4 separate regions of the Mus musculus genome follow, and regions 2, 3 and 4 are each linked to region 1. Evidence: chromatin contacts called from public promoter capture Hi-C data. All regions are on one chromosome and are shown on one strand. Each heading gives the region's core, a stretch centred on a gene start, on an enhancer-like site or on the middle of the called end of the contact. The rest is flanking DNA. Distances are from core to core; before and after follow the strand shown.

The links. Promoter capture Hi-C pulls out the DNA fragments that hold promoters and counts their contacts.
Region 2: a promoter capture Hi-C map of erythroid cells shows a contact between it and region 1, with 37 times the contacts expected there. The contact joins the promoter of Reps2 here to the promoter of Phka2 in region 1.
Region 3: a contact with region 1 is called in a promoter capture Hi-C map of pre-B cells, with 2.4 times the contacts expected there. The contact joins the promoter of Rbbp7 here to the promoter of Phka2 in region 1. A contact is called at or near these places in 1 of 39 promoter capture datasets (pre-B cells) and 1 of 115 datasets of contacts at active chromatin or transcription factors (astrocytes).
Region 4: a contact with region 1 is called in a promoter capture Hi-C map of liver, with 4 times the contacts expected there. The contact joins the promoter of Syap1 here to the promoter of Phka2 in region 1. A contact is called at or near these places in 3 of 39 promoter capture datasets (erythroid cells and liver).

Annotation. Positions count from the first base shown.
Region 1 is chrX:160,500,713-160,503,718 of GRCm38.p6, reverse strand. It overlaps Phka2 (phosphorylase kinase alpha 2), which reads right to left and starts at 1,557. Exons shown (of 33, transcript NM_172783.4): 1 at 815-1,557. The coding sequence starts at 892.
Region 2 is chrX:162,641,987-162,644,930 of GRCm38.p6, reverse strand. Reps2 (RALBP1 associated Eps domain containing protein 2) reads left to right here and starts at 1,273. Exons shown (of 18, transcript NM_178256.4): 1 at 1,273-1,657. The coding sequence starts at 1,424.
Region 3 is chrX:162,758,831-162,761,768 of GRCm38.p6, reverse strand. It overlaps Rbbp7 (retinoblastoma binding protein 7, chromatin remodeling factor), which reads right to left and starts at 1,397. Exons shown (of 12, transcript NM_009031.3): 1 at 1,062-1,397; 2 at 50-194. The coding sequence starts at 1,077.
Region 4 is chrX:162,886,955-162,890,110 of GRCm38.p6, reverse strand. It overlaps Syap1 (synapse associated protein 1), which reads left to right and starts at 1,649. Exons shown (of 9, transcript NM_025932.2): 1 at 1,649-2,042. The coding sequence starts at 1,826.

The DNA of each region.
Region 1 (3,006 bases), core at 308-2,807:
AGGAATTAGCTAAGAAGAAAAAAAAAAGGTTAATGGTTTGGAAATGACCACCAACTGCTACTTCCTTCTCTGACTCTCAAAGCCCTAAAAATAGCTGCTGCCAACTGAAGGCAAGCAATATAGCTGATGTCTTTGCTCTGAACAAAAATAGCTCAGTGGTCTTACATTGGGCACTCACACATAACTTTTGCCAAGCAGGAAGCATAGCAGGCGTATTCATACCTGAGATTATATGCACAGTTTCACAGGACCCCTTGATGCTGATGCTCTGTGCCCAGAAGTTTTGTTGGCTGTAAAGCAGCAACCAGAGTGGTCATAGGGTCCTCTCAGGGGGATTTCTAACAAGGGAGGGGCAGTAACAGTTGCCCACACTCTGGTCAGATGCAAGCCTTGGGAGTTTTTCACTCCTGCCTACTGTTCCCAGAGTAGAGTTAGTTCACTGTTCTCCTTCAGTGTGCTCTGTCCAACCTAACAGACTTCTTTCATCCAAAAGAGGCAGTAAGGAAGGACCTCGAGGGGGGTGTCCCGATGGGGGGAAAAAGAGGAAGGGAGGAGGAAGAGGAGAGAAAAAAAAAGGTCCCAGAATTCTGCAAAGCAGCCGCAGCAACTGTTCAAAAGCCAGAATGCCTGACTTGTGAGTAAAGTGAATAAAATAGCGATAAGGGAGTAGGGTGATAACTGGCTAGCAAAGGACTGGATTAAAGTCGGAAACCTCTTAAATAAATGCAAGCTCTCATGAGTGACAGAGGCCTTGGGGAGAATGAGTTATATCAGTGGGCAGTTTCCACCGTTCTCTGGGCTGCTCTCTGTTTACCTGGTAACACAGGATGGTTTGCTGCACCAGCCTCGCGTACCCGTCCAGGCGGACCCCAGAATTGCTCCTGCTCCGCATCTCGCCCAAGCTCATGGGCCACGGAGCTGGACCTGCCCGCTGGTGTCCGCCAAAGTTGCCGCCTCCAAGCTGACCTGGTCCTCAAAACATTCAGCGTCAATGAGTTTCTTCAAAGGGGGCCGAGAGGAAGAGTTTTCAAACTGAGAGACCCAAAGTATGACTTGCAAGGCGAGCCAACCAGAGTGTCGCGCCGCTGGGCGGTGCGGGGGAGGAGACGGGGGTGGCGCTATCGCGGCCCGGCTTCCTCCCGGTCAGCAGCTGCCCCGAGGGTTTCTAGTCCCACCACCATGCTCGACAGAACCTAGACTGGGCACTAGGCTGGAGAAAGGCCTTGGCGGTACCCCTCTGTTTTGGGAGGCGGCTCCGGGTTGCTTGGGAGCTCACCTAAGCTTTACTAGGCTCCGCCCCCCTCGTGGGGCGGACTCTCCAAGTCTCCGCCTAAAGGGAGAGGGTCTACAGAGGAAGGCCGCTGGGAGCGGCGGGGAGCTGGGCTCTTAACGGAAATTCAGTTTTTTTTATTGACTTTGCTCCTACCTCAACCTGCTTCCAACCGCGGCTGAGGCTAAAGGAGCAGAGTCCTTCGGTCGCGGCCCCCGGGGTACGGAGGCCACCCCTCACGCCGGCCCGAACCAAGAAGCGGAACCCGTGCAGTCCCGCCCGGAAGGAACGCGTTGGGGGGGCGGTACCGATCTGCTCGCAGCTCCGCCCCCAGTCCGCCTCCTCCGTGGGGTTTGGAGCCCTCCTTGTCATGGCCTGACCAGGAAGGAAAATGGGGCAGCCCGCAGGAGTATGGAGAACTTGGATGGAAGCAGAGAACAAGTCGGCTTTCTGGGTCGGCAATGACAAGGTCTCCTGAGCGGAGCCGCCAAACCCACCGGAGACTAGAAAGAGGCTGGGCCGCCTGGGCATCCTTCGGATGACCGGCCGTCATAGCCCCGCCCTGTCCTGGGCCTCACCTGAGGACAGAGTCCCCATAGTGGAGCTCAGCACTGAAAGCAAGAAAGGGAGGCCTGAGTACTGTCCTCCACATACACTCCTGGTACCCGTGGCTCCTGGCCTTAGCTCCTGGGAGAATTTTGCAGTTCATTTATAATAGTATATTTTGAAATTTGGCATCCCATTAGTTGTCAAGGTTGCTAACCACAGGCCGCATTCTTTGATCCTGTCTTCATTGTCCATCAAAATCTGGCCCACAAATAAATTTGACTGGGCAGCTGTTCTAATGTAATTGCTTCCACAAGCACTTTGTTATTCTCCACTTTGACCCATTTCATTGTCTAAAACTTACCTTTGCCTTAAAGACTAGGTCAGCCCACTCATTAGCGTTTCCAATTTTCTGGATTCCTATAGCAGTTTCCTCAGTAAAGATGGGGCAACGAGTCAGTTCGAACTGCACTTTATTCCATTTCTGATTTATATAGACATTTGTGTTACTGTTTCAGTTGTTTGACTTTTACTGTTTTTATCTGTTGGGGTAAACCTCATGCCTTGTAATGTGACAAGGTCAAGTGCGTGTAGCACATACTTGACTCAGAGTGGCACTTAAACCAGAGCTATTTTCAGCACCATTTGGAAATAGTGTATTGTTTACATTTTAACTGAGGCATACTTTTCTAACTGGATTATGAGATGCTTATGAAATAGCTTGGTATCTCCCACCACACCTGGCACAGAGTTGATTGTACATGTGTCTAGGGCTCAATGTTGATGGACTGAAAATGAGTCCTGCTTATTTGACTCCCCTTATAGTTAGTCTTTAACTAAAGCACCCAACCCCTATCAGCCCACATACTTTTTCTCTGAGACAGAGTCTTGTCATGTAGCCTAGGCTGCTCTCAACTATATTATGTATCCAAGACTATTCCTCAAACTCACAGCAATACTTCTTTCCTCGGCATCCAAAGTGTTGGGATTCTGAGTACGTGCCACCACACCCAGCTCGAGTACTTTTCAACATTCTTTTCAAGCCTTGGTGCATGTATATGTTTTACATTGGGCAGTTCCCCTCATATCTTCTTACCATTCTTTTCTCAACTCATTATTTGTTTTAATAATGGCACTGAAGTTATGAAACAGTGCACAATGTACTTCCATGTAGGAGTTGCTGTGGCCTA
Region 2 (2,944 bases), core at 24-2,523, 2.1 Mb before region 1:
TTTTCAACACTGTTGTGGGGCAGACGTTTTTCTTCTAGTATATTATTTGTGGATCCCCCCCCCTTTTTTTTGCAGGCTAGCTTGTAATTCACAGTGTAGCTAGAGTAGATTCAAAATTTTGGTCATTCCCCTGCCCCAGCCTCCTAGTGTTAAGGTTACAAACAAGAACCACCACACTTTTGGCTAGAGCAATAGCCATCAGGGAAGAAGCCCATTTGAACACACACACACACACACACACACACACACACACACACACACACGCACACGCACACGCACACGCACACTGGGTTTTAAAGTTCTGAGTTCCAGTGTTGACTTTTTTGGTAGGAACTTGGACAAATAAATTTTGGACAAAATGTAAAAAACTGTTGTTTTCCTGCCAAAAGAAGTGTTTTCTGAGCCAGATGTCTTAAGAAAAGACCTTGTCTAAAAAAAAAAAAATAAGAAAATAAAAAAATCCTTCCAGAAAGTGAGGACTCTGTGTTACAGAGGTCAGTACTTTCAGGACTTAAGAAGCATAAATTTTCCAGATAGTGTCTCTCACCAACTGTTTCCCAGATTTCAGTCAAGCAGTGGAGCATAATGGACCTCATATCTGAAAAACAAACAAACAAACAAAACCCCAAAACGCCTCTTCCCACTTCTTTCTCAAGGACCTTCTGAAGTACCTTCTTCAAGAAATACCTTCTGGCACTTCTCAGTAAGGTTCAAATCCAGATCCCAGCCATACCTGAGAAAGTGGCCAAACCCCATCATCTCTGGGGTGCTGCTGGGACCCCATTCACATCTTTGTTTTTGTTTGTTTGGTTGTTTTTTTTTTTTTTTTTTTTTAGCTTTTCAGGACATAGGAGGAAGGGAAATCCAACTTTTTGTGACTGGTCCTTTTTCTAATTGGACACCACATCCCTATGGGACTCCTAATGAGACAACATCTCAGTTTTCCCCATCCCCTGAAAAACTCTTTTTCTTGTGTGTGTGTCCAGATGTTCCCTTCTTAGCCAGGGTGGAGAGCCCAAGATGCCCCTCAGGAACACGGTGGGCTAGGTGGGCGTTGGCAGCAGCTCTCTCTGCCTGGCCTCCCTTGCAGAGCAGGTGAAAGGCTTGGGAGGGCGGCAGCCAGAGTTGCGTTCCTTACCTGGCGAAGGGGCGGAGCGGGGCGGGCTTTCGGGGAGGGGCCCAGGTGGGATTTCGGGCTGTGATTGGTCAGCGCCGCGCCTGTCTCCATGTGCCGCGCAGAGGAGGCACAACATTCAAGCCCGGAGGGGGCGGGGCCGGCGCTCTCTTGGAGGAAGCGGCGGCGCTGCAGCTGCGGGGCGTGGGGGCGGCGGCTTCGGAGGCCGAGGCGGCGGTGGTGGCCCTGGCGGCAGCACCAGCACCTCGGCCAGGGAAGGCGGTCGGTTCGGACGCTACAGAAGGCCCTATGGAAGTGGCAGCGGGCGGAGGCTGCGGCGCCGGGCCGCCTTTGCTGCTGAGCGATAGCGAGCAGCAGTGCTACTCTGAGCTCTTCGCGCGCTGTGCGGGCGCTGCAAGCGGGGGCCCCGGACCTGGTCCCCCCGAGGCTACCAGGGTCGCCCCCGGCACTGCCACTGCGGCCGCTGGTCCAGTAGCTGATCTGTTTCGAGCGTCGCAGCTGCCACCAGAGACATTGCACCAGGTATGTCTCTGCGCTCTTTTATCCCTCTCTGGTCTGTGGGGGCAGTGTCTATGGGAAGAATGGGGCAACAACGACTATTCCCAGGGACTATTCCCGGAGATCTGGAGGGCGGTGGCCAGGACCGCAAAAAAAAAAAAAAAAAAAAAAAAAAAAAAAGGGGGGTGCTCTCTTGCCGAGGATGGCGGCGACGCCCTTGTCCCCAGGGACACCAGCCTCCTCTGCAGCTCATCTGCTCCTAGCCTAGTGCTTGGCTGTGCTCTTCGTCTCTTGAGAAAGTCTGACACCCCTATCATATCTGGGGGTTCTACAATCTCCCAGACCCAAAGTTTGCCCTGTTCCGAAAGTGATGTTTGTTTTGGCTGCTGTTTGCTTTAACCTCTGTTCCTTGCTCCTGCCCCTCCCTTTGTTGACTACACTCTCGGGGTGCCTTGTTGGGATTTGAACTTGAAGGGTGTGTACATGTGTGTCTGTAGGCTCTGGGCCTACAGCTACATGTTGTCCTTTATACTTGTGATATGTACATATCTGCTACATAGATTTGTTCACTAATGTATTTCTGATTATTAGTATAGAACTGGAAAACCTTAAAGCCCAATTGTAGAACAGGGACTCAGGGCTACAAGATAGGAACATTGATCAAGTTCAAAGTAAGTTCCCCATTTGGGTCCAGGGGTGGATTCAGAAGTCTACAGCTGTAGTTTGTCATCTTATTGTCACTTGACTTTGACGTGGAGTTACGAAACAGACGGTGTCATAGCTTCTGTCTGTCTGCCCCGTACCTGGAAAGGAGGGAGGAGTGATTCACTGCAGGTGCTGTTTTGTGCTTTCCTCGAGGCTTGGAGAAATTGCTTGGGAAGCCCTTTGTCTGTCGGTTGATGTTACCAGCAGTAAATGGGGATCATATTGTTAATATCAAGCCCTAAATGTGAACCTATACTTAAAAAGCAATAGTGTGAAAGTTATTAGCAACAATGGAATATTTACAGTGGTGAGCAAATGCTTTAAAATGTAGTTCCTAGGAAGTACTGACGGTTTTATGGTTCACTTATCATATCTTTCTCTGCCTTTGTGAGGCCCGCTTTCTTTCTTTCTTTCTTTCTTTCTTTCTTTCTTTCTTTCTTTCTTTCCTTCTTTCTGGCACTCAAGACTGTTTTATACTGCTGGGGTATACATAGATGCTCCTATGTTTATGAGCATAATTTTAGCCACTTGGTTCACCTTTCGAATTGAGGATTTCTGAACATGATTAGTATTCATAGAATTTAGCATGGCTGTTTGTTCCTGTAG
Region 3 (2,938 bases), core at 148-2,647, 2.3 Mb before region 1:
AACATGGTACTTAAATCTACACAAAATAGAAGTTGGCAGAAACCCTTACTTAGTCACTTCAGGAAGCCACTGAACGGTAAGACTGGGCCACTGAAGAGCATGGGTCATAACCAGGTCATACAGAAACGGTGTATTCTTCTTCCAGATTTTATACTCTTCGTTGATGACACGCTCCTCCACAGTATCTTCAAACACTGAAATTTGGAGAAAGCCCACAATTAAGTGGCTGAGAAGGCTCGGAGTCAAAGGCATGGCTACGGATCCTGGAGGTCACCTCGAGACGGCCACACCTTATCTATTCTTTCCTTTTACCTATCCTGCTCACACGAACTGCTCTCCCACAAAGTGAGAAGATCAACATCAGGAAGCGTTTTCGCCTCCACTTCCAAGATCGGGATTCCGGCGCTTACCCGAATTGGGTCATTAATTGCCCTACCACCGAGCTCGTCAGCCTTTTTATAGCCGCTCGCACCTGTTCTACGATGATCCGCATTGTAAACCGGTGCCCCGACCCACTCGAATAGATCCAATCCACGTGGAACAGCAGCAGCCCACAGGCCTGCTCCCTCCACCCCCCACCCTCGCAGGAGGCCCCAGCTCCCCACCAAGCCACGATCGGCAGCCATAGTCCGGCGGGATCCAGCTCCTCCCCCCCCTCCCGACACGGACACGGGCCGCGACCCCAGACGGACGACGACCACGCGCACGGAAGAATCCGCGCCCGCCGCTGACTTCTCGGGCCGCGAGCGCCTGCGCCCCCGAGCCAAGGGCGTCGGAGGGAGCTAGGCCGCGGGGTGGGGGTGGGGGTGGGGGAAGGGGGGCCTCTCTCTCGGCCCCCGCGCCCGGCTCCGGAAATGCTCCCGGCCCTCGGCGGCGACCAGGCCCCGTGTCGCGCAGGCCCCCTTGCAGGCGCGCGGCGAGTCTCGCGCCCAGCCCCGCCCCCTGCTCCTCACGCCAATTCGCGCCTTTCGTCAGCGCGTGCCGAGGCCTCGGGAGCCCGCCAGCCCCCCGGAGTCCCGGCGCCCGCACGCCCGCCCGCCCCACAGGGCAGGCATCCTTACTCTCTTTACTCGCCATCTTGCGTCGGGTCGTTTCGCCCCCCTTGGCCGCCTCGGACTTCTCTCTCGCTAGTCAAGAGCAGCCCGGCAGGCGCTCCTTGCCTCTCCCAGGCACGTCACGCAGTCCTCGCTCGGAAAAGCCTGAGTTCGGTCTGGCCGTCTGGGTTCTCCCCCCAGACGCCGCGATCTCCTCTTCTGCCTCCTCCCCGCTGGCGGGTAGCGAGGTCTGAGCCGCTCTCCTCTCTCTCCCTCTCGCCAAACTTGGAACGAGACTTTTCAACCCGCGCCTCTCAGCCCGCCCAGGCAGCTGAGCGCAGGCGCAGCCGCCCTGGGAAATTGGAGAGGCGGAGAAGAGGCGGGCCTGGGAGCCAACGGCTCGGCGGCTTGGACCAATAGCGTGCGACGGGAGGGTCTGACGCGCTCTCCGGGGGTGGGCTTCTCGAGAGTGGGTGGGGCGTTCCGCGGCAGGAAGTCGGCGAGGCGCAGGCGCGAGGCGTCACTCCCCAGGCTGGCCGCGGGGGCGGCTGGGCCCGCGCGGGGGTGGGGCGGATGCGAGCGCGGTGTGCAGGCTGCGCGGGGGCTGCGAGCCCCAGGGCCAAGAAGCCTGGGGCCCGCGGGGCGTGGTTGCTTAAAGCAGCAGCCGCGGCGGCGGCGGCGGCGGCGGGGGTGTGCGAGGGGGGCAGGGAAGCTGCAGCCGCCTTAGCAAAGCAAAATCTCAGAGCCAGTGAGGAAAATGGTTTCCTGGTCTCGAGAGATTACACTGCCCGCAAAGTCTCCCAGATAATCACGGCCACGCAGTTTTCTGCACCCCTCAAAGGCTCCCCCATTCAACTGTATCGAGGGCCCAGTCGAGCTCTGGTGACATTTGTCATAAGCGAAAGGGACCTTTAGGAGAGACCTTGGGCGGGTTTTTCTTTTTTCTCCCAGAAGCTGGGCAGACCTTTATTTAAGGCCTGCGATGGCGCAGGCCTTCAATCCGCCCCTCGTCGAAAGTTGACTTAAATGACTTTTTGTATGTTCACCTTTGTGCGTCCTTAACCTACTGGTTCTTTAGCTTCCTGCTGCTGCAGGGGATTTTGTGCCTGCCACTGCTTCCCTATCTCAGTTCCTGCCTAGGCCCCTGCTGAGTCATTCTTGTCACCTGAAGGGGTCCCATTTTGACCCTGCAGCTGGCTGCTGAACTGGAGAGAGCTGGGCTGGGCTAATCTAGGCCTGCATACCTGAGCTCTGCATTTCTCTGAAGCTTTTTAGCCTTGGGGGGGGGGGTGAAGAGAAAGCCACATGATCCCAGGGAGAAAAAGAGGGCCAGAGCAGAGGGGCCCAGGCGCCTACGCTTAAAGGGAACCACAGTCTACATCTAAACTCAGAGGCTCTCCTTGCAGAAACACCCCCGGAACATTTGTTCCCTTGATAGCTTTCCAAGTGCCTTCATGCTTAAACGCAACCATGCAGAGGCCTCGAGGATGCTCTCTTTTCTGATCGAGAAACCAACTCAGACGTTACTCTAGTATGTGACAGAAACAGTCACGTTCCCTTATATAGAAATTTACTGTCTTGGGTCTCTTGTTTTCCCATGTGGTACAATTCATTATTATAACGCCCTCCCTCCATGTCAGCTCCAAGAATCTTGCTGGTGACTAACGCTGAAGAGGTGGCTGGAGGCGGGAGGGGGGCGGTTAGAAGAGTGGAGTAGCATGGGTCCTCCGAGTTCTAGAACACTGGTGGTCAAACTTTTTTTTTTTGACAGGGGTCAGGCAGCCTTCGGTGTTGTAACACAACAGCCATAGAAAATATGGATAAGCCTGGCCATCTTCCAGCAAAACTATAGACACTGAAATCTGAACTCTGTGTACTTTTCACAGGTCACAAAATATTCTCTC
Region 4 (3,156 bases), core at 400-2,899, 2.4 Mb before region 1:
CAGGACCTTTGGAACAGCAGTCAGTGCTCTTAACCGCTGAGCCATCTCTCCAGCCCTATTTTAATCTTTATTATGCTTTATTTAGTGTGTGGGGTTTGGGGAGAACACAATGCACACTGATACAGACAAGAGAACAAGTTTCAGGAGTGGGCTATTTTCTTCTGCCATGTGGAGATCAGGGCTGAGCACGTAAACTACCAGGGTTTTAAATTCTAAGTGCCACTCATTTGGTTGTTTGGGAAAGGGTCTCATGTAGCTCTGGCTTGTGTTGAACTCAAGATCCTCCTGCCTCAGCTTCCTGAATGCTGAGAATACAAGCATGTATCACCCCATTCAGCCAGGTCTATTCCATATGTGTGCGCATGATTTGCTGTGTTGGGCATGTGTTTTAGCAGTCTACCACTGACTGAGCTTCAGTCCCAGTAAGTTCTCTAAGCTATTGTGTGAAATACTTTAAATTTTATTTATGGTATAGGTAGTCACAGAGCCTGTGTAGAGATCAGAGGACAGAGAACCTGCAAGGGTCAGTTTTATCAGATAGGTACCAGGAATCAAACTCAGGTTGCCAAACTTGGTGGCAAGTACCTTTACCTGCTAATCCATTTTACCTACCCACTGTAAACCAATTTTTAATCTATAAGTACCCCACCCCAACTTCTTCCTTACAATTAATTTCCTTTCTTTCTTTCTTTCTTTTTTTTTTTTTTTTTTTTTTGGTATTTTGAGACAGGGTTTTTCTGGCTGTCCTGGAACTCACTTTGTGGACCAGGCTGGCCTCGAACTCAGAAATCCTCCTGCCTCTGCCTCCCGAGGGCTGGGATTAAAGGCATGTGCCACCACGCTCAGCTGATTTCCTTCCTTTTTTCCTTTAGGTTTTTTTTTTTTTTTAATGTTCTGCTCTTGACACAAGAACTTAGGTAGCCCAGGCTGGCCTAAATCACTATGCATTACTCCCAGCTTTGGGTTAAACTCAGGAGGAGGCTTGAGGCCTCCTTTTCCAAGGGTGGGGGTGTAACCCGGTCCAGCTGGCCCTAAAAAAGGAGGCTGTCATCTCGAGGTAATCACAAAGTGAGACCAGGTAGGAGAGCCCCCAAAGATGCCAACCACACACCTATAAAGCTGGGGAAAATAAGCCGGGCGTGGTGGCGCACGCCTTTAATCCCAGCACTTGGGAGGCAGAGGCAGGCGGATTTCTGAGTTCGAGGACAGCCTGGTCTACAAAGTGAGTTCCAGGACAGCCAGGGCTACACAGAGAAACCCTGTCTTGAAAAAGCCAAAAACAAAACAAAACAAACAAACAAACAAAAAACAAAGCTGGGGAAAATAGAAAAGTGGGTAGAGAGCAAGAAGAGCTCAGCGGAGAAAACCCTTTTGGCCCTTAGCCTCTTTTCCAAAAGCAGGGGGAGGCGGGGAGGCGGGGAGGCGGGGAGGCGGGGAGGCGGGGAGGCGGGGAGGCGGGGAGGCGGGGAGGCGGGGAGGCGGGGAGGCGGGGAGGCGGGGAGGCGGGGAGGCGGGGAGGCGGGGAGGCGGGGAGGCGGGGAGGCGGGGAGGCGGGGAGGCGGGGAGGCGGGGAGGCGGGGAGGCGGGGAGGCGGGGAGGCGGGGAGGCGGGGAGTCGATGCAGAGGGGGCGGAGCCTTAGCCGGACATGACGCATGCGCGGCCAGCTGAGCCGCCGTCAGAGAGGGTGGGCCAAGCTTCGGGAGGTCTCCGGTTCCGGTCAGTCTCCCTCGAAGACCAGCGGAGTCGGATCAGCCAGTGGTTAAGGGTGCCAGGGCTCTTGGGCGAGGGGACCGCGGCAGAGGCGGCGGTGACCCCGCGGGCGGGATGTTCGGAGGGTTGAGCAGTTGGCTGGGCTTGAAGCCGCCCGAGGGGGCGGCGGCGGAGGGAGAAGAGCCTCCCAGCCGGGACGGGGACAAGCTGTCCGCGGGAGCCGCGCCTTCTGAGGAGAGCCCCGAGCGGCCCGTGGAGCCCACTGAGGAGCAGCAGCAGCAGCCGCCGACGGAGGACCCACAGTTCCTCCACCAGGCCAAAGGCCTTGGCAGTGAGTTCTCTCTGGGACCTGAGAGTGGACTGGGAGGGGACGCGGGGATGTTGATGTACGAGGAGGGGGACGGTCCTCTCTGACATGGGCTAGTTGGCTAAGGAGCTGGACAACGCCAAAGTTCACCAAGCAGTCACTTCATCTCCTCGACGTGCCTAAGGACTTGTCGCTTTCCTGCAAAGTTTGTAAACTTGGGAAGCCGGAAAGCGATCAGTGTGCTGCTGTCTTCAGGGTTTTGACAAGGAATTCGGTTTGTTCAACTTGAAAACGTTCATTTGAATCTCCAACTCTGACTCCCAGCTAGAATTGGTTTAGAAAAATGCCTTTTGTCCCAAGAAAGGACTGAAAGGTATTGTCTAAAGTAACTTCGTTAAGTTACTCGAGCCGTGGTGGTGGCTCACGCCTTTAATCCCAGTACTCAGGAGACAGAGGCAGGCAGATTTCTGAGTTCGAGGCCAGCCTGGTCTACAGAGTGAGTTCCAGGACAGCCAGGGCTATACAGAGAAACCCTGTCCAAAAAAAAAGTTACTCGAGCCATAGTCATTCATGCCTTCTTTTGATTTTTTTGAAGCAGGGTCTCAATCAGCCCTAGATGGTTTCGAACTTGCCATAAAGTCAAGGATGACCTTGATCCTCTCACCTCTGCTTCCCTGTCGCTTCGCGATCAGTATTTTTTTTTCTTTTCCCCTTTCAGCAGGACCTTTTTCCCTTAAGGTGGGAAAGAAGGTGCCAATTGTCTGCTATACTCAAGTTCCAGTGCTAGATCTTTGGTGAATAATAAATCCCTCATTTCATCTATTCACAATCCCCAAGGGGTTGGGGAAACAAGTCCAGCGTTTTACTGATAGTAGTACAAGTAGATTTTGAGCCAAAAATCTACCTGATTTCACTTTCCAATTTTATTATCCAGTTGAACAAACAGTAGTTCTTAAGAATATAAATACCTGCTGTATTAATTCTCGAGAGACTTTGGCAGGCTTACATAGTTAAAGAATGTGATTTGGGGGGAGGTGGGCCCTAAGCAGAAGTAAACATAAGAGAATTGCAACAAAAATATCTACTAAATTTTGTGAGGCTTTTTGTTCTTTTTGAGATAGCCAAAGCTGGCTTCAAA